Linked DNA regions of Salmo salar: region 2 is linked to region 1. Evidence: chromatin contacts called from public Hi-C data. All regions are on one chromosome and are shown on one strand. The core of a region is the stretch at or near the end of the contact, and the rest is flanking DNA. Distances in the headings are between cores, read along the strand shown.

Region 1 (3,794 bases), core at 682-3,181:
CCCAGCTCTACTTCTCCCCCCCCTCCCCCAAGCCCAGCCACTTCACACACTCGTTTGAACTCTCTGCCAGCGTCTGTGTGGATGCACTGCGGCGCTTTGAGCAAGGCAGGCGTGGCAGCCCACACCCTAGGGCTCATCGTCTGTCTCACTTTGACATCTTGTTCCATTAGTGTTCCATCTTGTAAAAACAATATGGTGTCCTACATGTTAGTTCGGCTGCCATTTGGCTTCAGCAGGTCGCCCTGCGACGGTTGCAGTTCTACCAGTGGCATGCTGTCAGTGTTTGGACAGTAACTTGTCCTGCTGTGTTAACAAACTGTTTGGTAAATGTGGCGTGTCGACCATGTTTCGGTCTACTGTCCAGTGATTATCTGTGCAGTCGGGTGCACTGACCCAGAACCCATTTCTTCTGTTTGGTGCTTAAAGGGGAAATCTGTAGTTTATACATTCATTTTGACTTTTTTAAAGTAATGATATGTACCCAGTGATTCTTGAAGAATATAACTTATAAATGTTTCATGAGCTTAGTTCAACTGTTGTCTCCCATCAGAACCTGAAGTATAGCTTGTTTTACTCCAATGCTTGTTTACATATACTTTGTTTACAAACACTTCGTATAGCTTCAAAACATGGTTAAAACGATCATTTTGATATAATGGCTGGCCACTCCTTACATCCATAGCTTGGTTATGAATTTGAGTGGTTACATTTCTCCAGCACCACCCCTGAGCGTTTTTAATAAAACAGGGGCGGTGAGCTAGCTTTGTTATTGTTTCAACTGCTGATTGTAGCTTTATGGAACACCACTACTATTCCCTTATGGCTTCCACCTCTCCAGTCCCTGTGAAGGCTAGTGAACCACGGAAGAACTGAGAGAAGAATGTTTAGGAATGAACTGCAGCAGCTTCCATGTCCCAACGGATTGCAGTCCTGATGGAACAAACTTTCCATCCTACAATGGCGCCTGCAGCTTGTCCCAGAATCACAAGACACTTACCAGCTTGCTTGTCTCTCATGATTTCCCAGTGGGCCTCATTCTGGGCTTTCTTTCAGTGGAACCACACCCCTCCCATGCCCCGAAATGGCACAGTGTATGACTAGTCGTGTGTCCCAAATGGGACAACTGGGATCATTAAAGGAAAGTGTGCGAAGTGAACGTGCGCCAGCCATTCCCTCAAGGGTGAAATAGTACTAAAGGCAATGATATTAGTGACAGAAATGTAGCCGAGTCCTGATGTTCTCTTCTAGAACACAGTGTGTCACGAACAGAGGTTTTCCCGCTAAATCTCCTGTCTGTTCAATAGGATGTAACAGAACTTTCTAGTTGAAATGTATCATGTTGAAAAATGACTTGTTGTCTGTCAGCTTCATTCTATTTCTATCTACATCGGTAGGAATTCCCCCTGAATACACCCCTTCCTCTTTTAATTTGGTCAAAGCAATGGTTTTCATGTTGTGTTCCTCATGCGAAGCACCGGACTTTCACTTCCACTCTTCTTACAAACTATAGACTGAACATCGATACCAGCGTGACCTGGGGATGGTTTATGCTGCCAAGGTTGCAAAAACTGGTGTTAGATTAGGCCCTGTTTACGTTTAAATATGTTATTCCTCCCTACTTTGGGGTAGTCTAATCACTAATCTAACATGACTAGAATGCTGTAGGCTATGTGCTGGAAATGCTGATTTACCCCTATCAAGTCATGTCAGATCTGTGATTAGTTAAGGAAGGATAATAAAAATTTGTCTGAGTCGCTTCCCAGTTTATTTGGGGTAAATATATGCAGAGAGATTCCTAGGGCTTTGTTCAATTAGTGATAAAGCAGCAGATAATTGCCCTGGGGGAACTTAACGGAACAGTGACTGGCTTTTAGCAGGGACAGGAAGCACTGTGTCATATCCTGTCATATGTCTGGCTCGGGATGCAGGAGTGGGAGTGGCCTGGGAAGTTGAAGGGCAGCTGGATTCGGCCTGTGGCTTTGGAGATGGGATGCGGCTATGTACACATGTTTTAAAAGGGGAAAAATCATGCTGACCCATTTCCATTCCACACAGCTACAGGGCCTTCAGAAAGTATTCACATCCCTTAACTTTTTCCACATTTAGTTGTGTTACAAAGTGGGATTAAAATGGATGTATTTTTTTGTTGGTCCACAATCTACACAAAATACTCTGTCAAGTGGAAGGAAAATGTGTGAAAAATGAAACACTGACATACTTTTGTGTGTGTGTGTGTGGACACAGCTTCAAATTAGTGGATTCGGCTATTTCAGCCACACCCGTTGCTGACAGGTGTATAAAATCTAGCACACAGCCACGCAATCTCCATAGACAAACGCTGGCAGTAGAATGACCTTACTGAAGAGCTCAGTGACTTTCAATGTGACACAGTCATAGAATGCCACCTTTTCAACTAGTCAGTTCGTCACATTTCTGCCCTGCTGGAGCATTTGAATCCCTGGTCGTTGTGTTTTTTGAACTGCTGCTTGCGTTCGCAAAGGGAAATGTTTTGTTAGCCTTAACCTACTTAGAGATTGAAACCCATGCAGTCAGATCCTGAAGCCTGACTTTCATCTGAGCGTGTCCCAGTCCTCTATCTATACCACTGTGTTACAGTGGCCTGGCCTGGCACTCCTAGGATGTGCCACAAATGGCACGGACCCTGGTCAAAAGTAGGGCACTACATAGGGAATAGGGTGCCATAGGCCCTGGTCAAAAGTAGGGCACTACATAGGGAATAGGGTGCCATTTGGGACGCAGACCCAATTCAGAAAATACCACTTTATTGTTCTGTATCAAGTATTACAACCCAGTTTTGGCCTGTAAAAATGTTCCACTTGATTCCTTATTTCATGCGACAGATCAACATTAAAATGGAGAAGTTGATATGTTTCTGGGTGCCGATATTACTTGATTTCCTAGATAAAATGTTTGGCTCTGCTGGTTTAGTTCCCATTTTTTGTGCTGTCTACAATTAACCTTACATGTTAGATCCTTGTCATGTCATCTGCTTAGTGTGCATGTGCTTAGTGTGCATGTGCTTAGTGTGCTTAGTGTGCATGTGCTTAGTGTGCGCGTGCTTAGTGTGCGTGTGTGCGTGTATGTGCTTTGTGTGCATGTGCTCAGTAGTTTCACTGTAACATGAGATTGAGGGGTTTAGCCATTCTTCAATACAGTTGAATCCGTTGAGCTGCTGCTCCTCTGTGTGCAGTGTATCTATGAAACCTTCTCTACTAATCTGATTTTTAGATTCATTCATTTTAATCTGCTTAAAACTGCACAAACTGGAGGCTATTTAATAATTCCTCTGTTTTTCCTCTGTTATTACCGAAGCAAATCCATAAACAGGGTCTGCGTGAGTGACATTTTACGGACTGGGATTAGGTATAGACCTGGGTTTAGTGACATTTCCGGACTGGGATTAGGTATAGACCTGGGTTTAGTGACATTTCCGGACTGGGATTAGGTGTAGACCTGGGTTTAGTGACATTTCCGGACTGGGATTAGGTATAGACCTGGGTTCAAATACTGTCTTATTCTGTGCTTGATTTGAGTTTGTTCCATGAAACCACATAATCAAATAGTCTCAAAATTGTAATATTCATAATCTGTCAGGCCAAAGAAAACACTCAAGTATTTTTCAAATAGTATTTGAATCAAAGTCTGATTTAGGTTTCACGACCACTAGGTAATCCCGCAGTGCAGGAGGAGGAAGATGACTGTATTGTCTGTAAATGCCCTACAGATAGAAATGGGTAGTGATTTCCCCATCCAGTTGGGTTTGGGTAAGCGTG
Region 2 (3,794 bases), core at 498-2,997, 73 kb after region 1:
CAAGTCAGTTAAGAACAAATTCTTATTTACAGTGACGGCCTTGAGGTTAACTGAAACCAGAGCAACGCTGTCCACCGAGGCAATATACAGGACAACTGACAGTTTGCCTACAACCTGTAACATTTGACCATATGCTTAACAGAGCAAGTGCCAAGTCGTTCATTTCACATCCATGAGAATGTGCCCAGGGTACCAACCAGCTAATGATTAACTGTCTAGCCAAAGCTTAGCAAAGCAGCTAACTAGAATACTGACAAGGAAGCAGCTCACTGAAAATTAACCCCCATTACACACGGATATCGATACAGGACCAGCGAATTTCAATTGGAGTGTGGAATCATACATCCTGCCGCAGTCCCATCCTGGCTAGAAAGATAGTCAACGTTTGGTAGCTAAAACATGTTTTATTGAGCTAGCATGCATCCAACTACGATCCCGACGGAAACTACGGAAGAAATGTCCTCCTGTACGCGCGTTTATTTAAATGCTGCAATCTGGAAATTGACAACACAGGCAATCCTTGCTAAAATAGTTAATTTCCATGCTTGCTAACTAACAAAATGGAGGGTTCATGAATGACCAGGAATAATGCAATGTTAGCTTAAAAAAAAAAACGTCCAAACTAATAGTATATTGTTGTACAACGACCAATGTGCTTCGAGCTGGTGCATATAATTTAAGTTCCCATACGATTACTTGCGTAGACTGGAAGGGTCAAAAAAATGAATAAAAGCAGGCAGAGGCGGCGCCATCTTGGGAAATTAAAAGGGGCGGCAGCATTGCAGCGAGGGCCTGATTCACAAATGCATTTACGAACTCCGCGGAGTCTACAATTGTACATTTAACATATGAATGCAGCGCAATGATCCGCCAACTTCGCCTAATCACTTTCGGATCTGGATGACCTGAGAGAGTGCCATTTTTCACCGCCGCTCCTCCCAAAGCCCGCATTGCCGGCTAGACATAACAGGGAAACTGGTTTCAATTTAACATTTGTGGTAACACGTTTTCCTAACGCACACTTTAAGGCTTAATGTGGGGAGTTACCTATGCTAACAGACGCCAAATAGCCTGGCTAATGTGTTGATAACTAGTTAAATGTGTCAGTCAGCTGGTTAACGTTAACAGTTAACTTGCTAGACCACAACTAAATTTAATATAGTTTGTGGTCCTAAACCTATTCACTGATATTTCAAATAACCATGTGACAAGTCTTAATAACTCTACCGAAAAACACCGGATAGCATGTGTTAGTTAACTCGCTAGCGTAACTAGCTAACACATGCTGCCTGTCTAGAGCCCGTTCCGTCTGGGGCTTTCCCCTTTAGGCAGGGCCCAACTCCCATATTTAAACAGACTAAAATACCGGCATTTACCGAGTTCGTAGATTAGTCTTTTAAATTATTATTTTAAAAAAAATGTCCTTACCGTTATGTTAACAAATGTACCACCGGGAAACGATGCCCAGACATATTTGGCGTCCGTATACCCAACAATGGCGGAGTCCTGGCAGCTGCCATCGGCCATCAGGTTATCCACGTAGCCTTGCCAGGACATACTTGCGTATTAGTTCAAATGTGGATATATATATTTAATAAAAAAAATATATATGTGACAGGTACGCTGGAGCAACAGTGATGGTATTATAAGCTGTATTTTCGGTGATTTTGTAGTCTCCCAACAATTCCCCAGCTCCGTCACGTCCCCGCTTTCTTCTGGGTCTGAAGAAGAGAAGCCTCACAGCAAACGGGTTGGGTGTAGTCCTTCAATAAATCACTCCGCCCAGTCGTTGTTAGGCTGAACTTTATTGCAAATCGTCGGTTGTCGCGGATGAATAAAACGAGTGTTCCTAAGAATGATTTGTACGGTGTGGTATCTATTTTATTTTTATATTTTTACAAATTTGTCAATATGCTGAATTTTTTTTTTTTTTAAATCGTTTTGTAAGTCAATCTTATGTGGTATTTTACACAAGCCATATGCTCCTTCTGACCAGTGACAGACTTAATTTTTTCATATGACATAGTCCTTCTTTTCCCGCCACGATGTCCTTTATGAATCAAAGTATGTCATTGGAATTTCTATTCAATTGATGGCATATATATATCATCAATGATCCTCGTCAGATTCTTGTGCGATAATTTGTCAGATATTTAAGATTGAAAGCATGCAATAGTGACATTTAATTTGTGTTAGACAGTTAGTCAGTCTACAATTAGTCCGTTTGCAATGTTACTTATTTTACAACAAACAAGTCTGAGATCCCAAACTAGCCTATTTAGCTCCACTTTATTAGAAAATAGAGGTCGCCATATTTGGAGACATTTAATGCATGTGATTGAACTAGCATAAATTCTGGTGGCAGGTCAGACCAGTGTGACGCCTATTACAATAAATGTTGTGTACAGAATAAAGACACCTGTTGGTTACATATTAACTCACTCAGGGTGTAACAATATTGGAGTAGATGTTTATTCCGTTTGTTAATCGCCATCTGCATGGGTACAGCATGATAGAATAGATGTTCGGCATTTTCTCAGAAGCTGTATGTAGCATATAACAACAACAAACAAAAAAAGTGGGAAAGTGGTAAACAGAGCAACCTCTTTCTAGCCAGGTCCCAGATCTTTGTTCTATCTTGTCAACCCATTGTCTCTCATTGTCATGGCAAGTTGATGATAGCACAAACACATCAGGGACCAGGCTAACCTCTTTCCACATGTTCTCATCGACTTGCTCTTAAAAAAAAAGAACATTATCTGAGTGTAGGCATCATTTCATTTCCCCAGAGAGGCAGAATGTGACCATTGTCTCTGATCTTTAAAAATATATATATATTACCTAGGATGATTCATTCATCCCTTGGCCCTCTCTCTCCTTTGGCTGAGTTATTACCCATGACTCTACCCCTTACCCCTTGTGCAATTCATCCAATCCAAACACTTTGCACCCTGAGAATTTGCATGATATTGCCCTGTTGTTGGGACTATTTACTTCAGAGGTGTGGTTTGTTTTGCTGAGTTCAATGTTCATGTACTTGTCACATATTGATACAAAGGTTCTAAGTAATATGTTCAGGCAGGGAAGGCCAAAAAACAAGTGGAGACGCTCCACTGAGTAAAGCGGGGATCTCCTGGCTAGAGGCAAAAGCCTTCTCACAGAAGAGACTGAGGTGGAGAGCCATGGTAGAAGCCCAATGTTCCCAAAGGGCCAAGAGGTTTAAGTAAGCATTCCTCATCAAACCAGGATCTGATATATAAATACACACAACTTCCTTCTCTTACCTCCCTATTGAAATAACCACAGTATGTGAAAGTCTCTGTTTTTCCAGAAAGGTGCAGAGGAACATAGCAATATAGCATTAGTTTCTCTCCACCTAGGTAGAATAACTTAGTCCGGAATACGTGGAGTTTCACCTTGCCTTATCTGTGTGTTGTCAAATAACCAACCCTAATCCTAACCTTCTCCTAACCTGCCAAGTTAATGATCCTAACCTTCTGCGTAAATTCTCCTAACCTGCTACGAAATAGCAACTTCTGGTCGTAGCTATGCTCCCTCTAGTCAGAACCTCCAATCTGCTGACCACGCCCATATCCATCCTATGTAGTTGGTTACCAGGCCAACCCTTGTTGGGTGGAGGTAGTTTGACCAACCAGCTGAGTGAGTCACTCAGCCAATGAGTCATGGACAGAAAGCTGACCTGTTTTTTCTTTTTTTTTTACTGAGGAAATAACTCAGCAATAGTAAACTGCTGGCAAGGCAACCCTGATATGGTCACTCACTAATATGTCATA

The links. A called contact is a pair of places that touch in the nucleus more often than the background predicts.
Region 2: a contact with region 1 is called in a Hi-C map of gill, with 2.7 times the contacts expected there. The contact joins the promoter of LOC106574126 here to the enhancer-like site in region 1. A contact is called at or near these places in 2 of 3 Hi-C or Micro-C datasets (gill and muscle).

The regions. Positions count from the first base shown.
Region 1 is chrssa16:51,337,885-51,341,678 of Ssal_v3.1, forward strand. The region is part of intron 3 of rnf13 (ring finger protein 13); the gene reads left to right. Among protein-coding and RNA genes, the nearest start is that of rnf13, 22 kb to the left of the region's middle. Within about 2 kb of position 1,932, at least 3 of the 13 cell types and tissues checked have an H3K27ac peak or open chromatin away from gene starts, as enhancers often do. A contact at or near this core is called in gill, where this site is marked.
Region 2 is chrssa16:51,410,664-51,414,457 of Ssal_v3.1, forward strand. It overlaps LOC106574126 (profilin-2), which reads right to left and starts at 1,748. Exons shown (of 3, transcript XM_014149743.2): 1 at 1,429-1,748. The coding sequence starts at 1,557.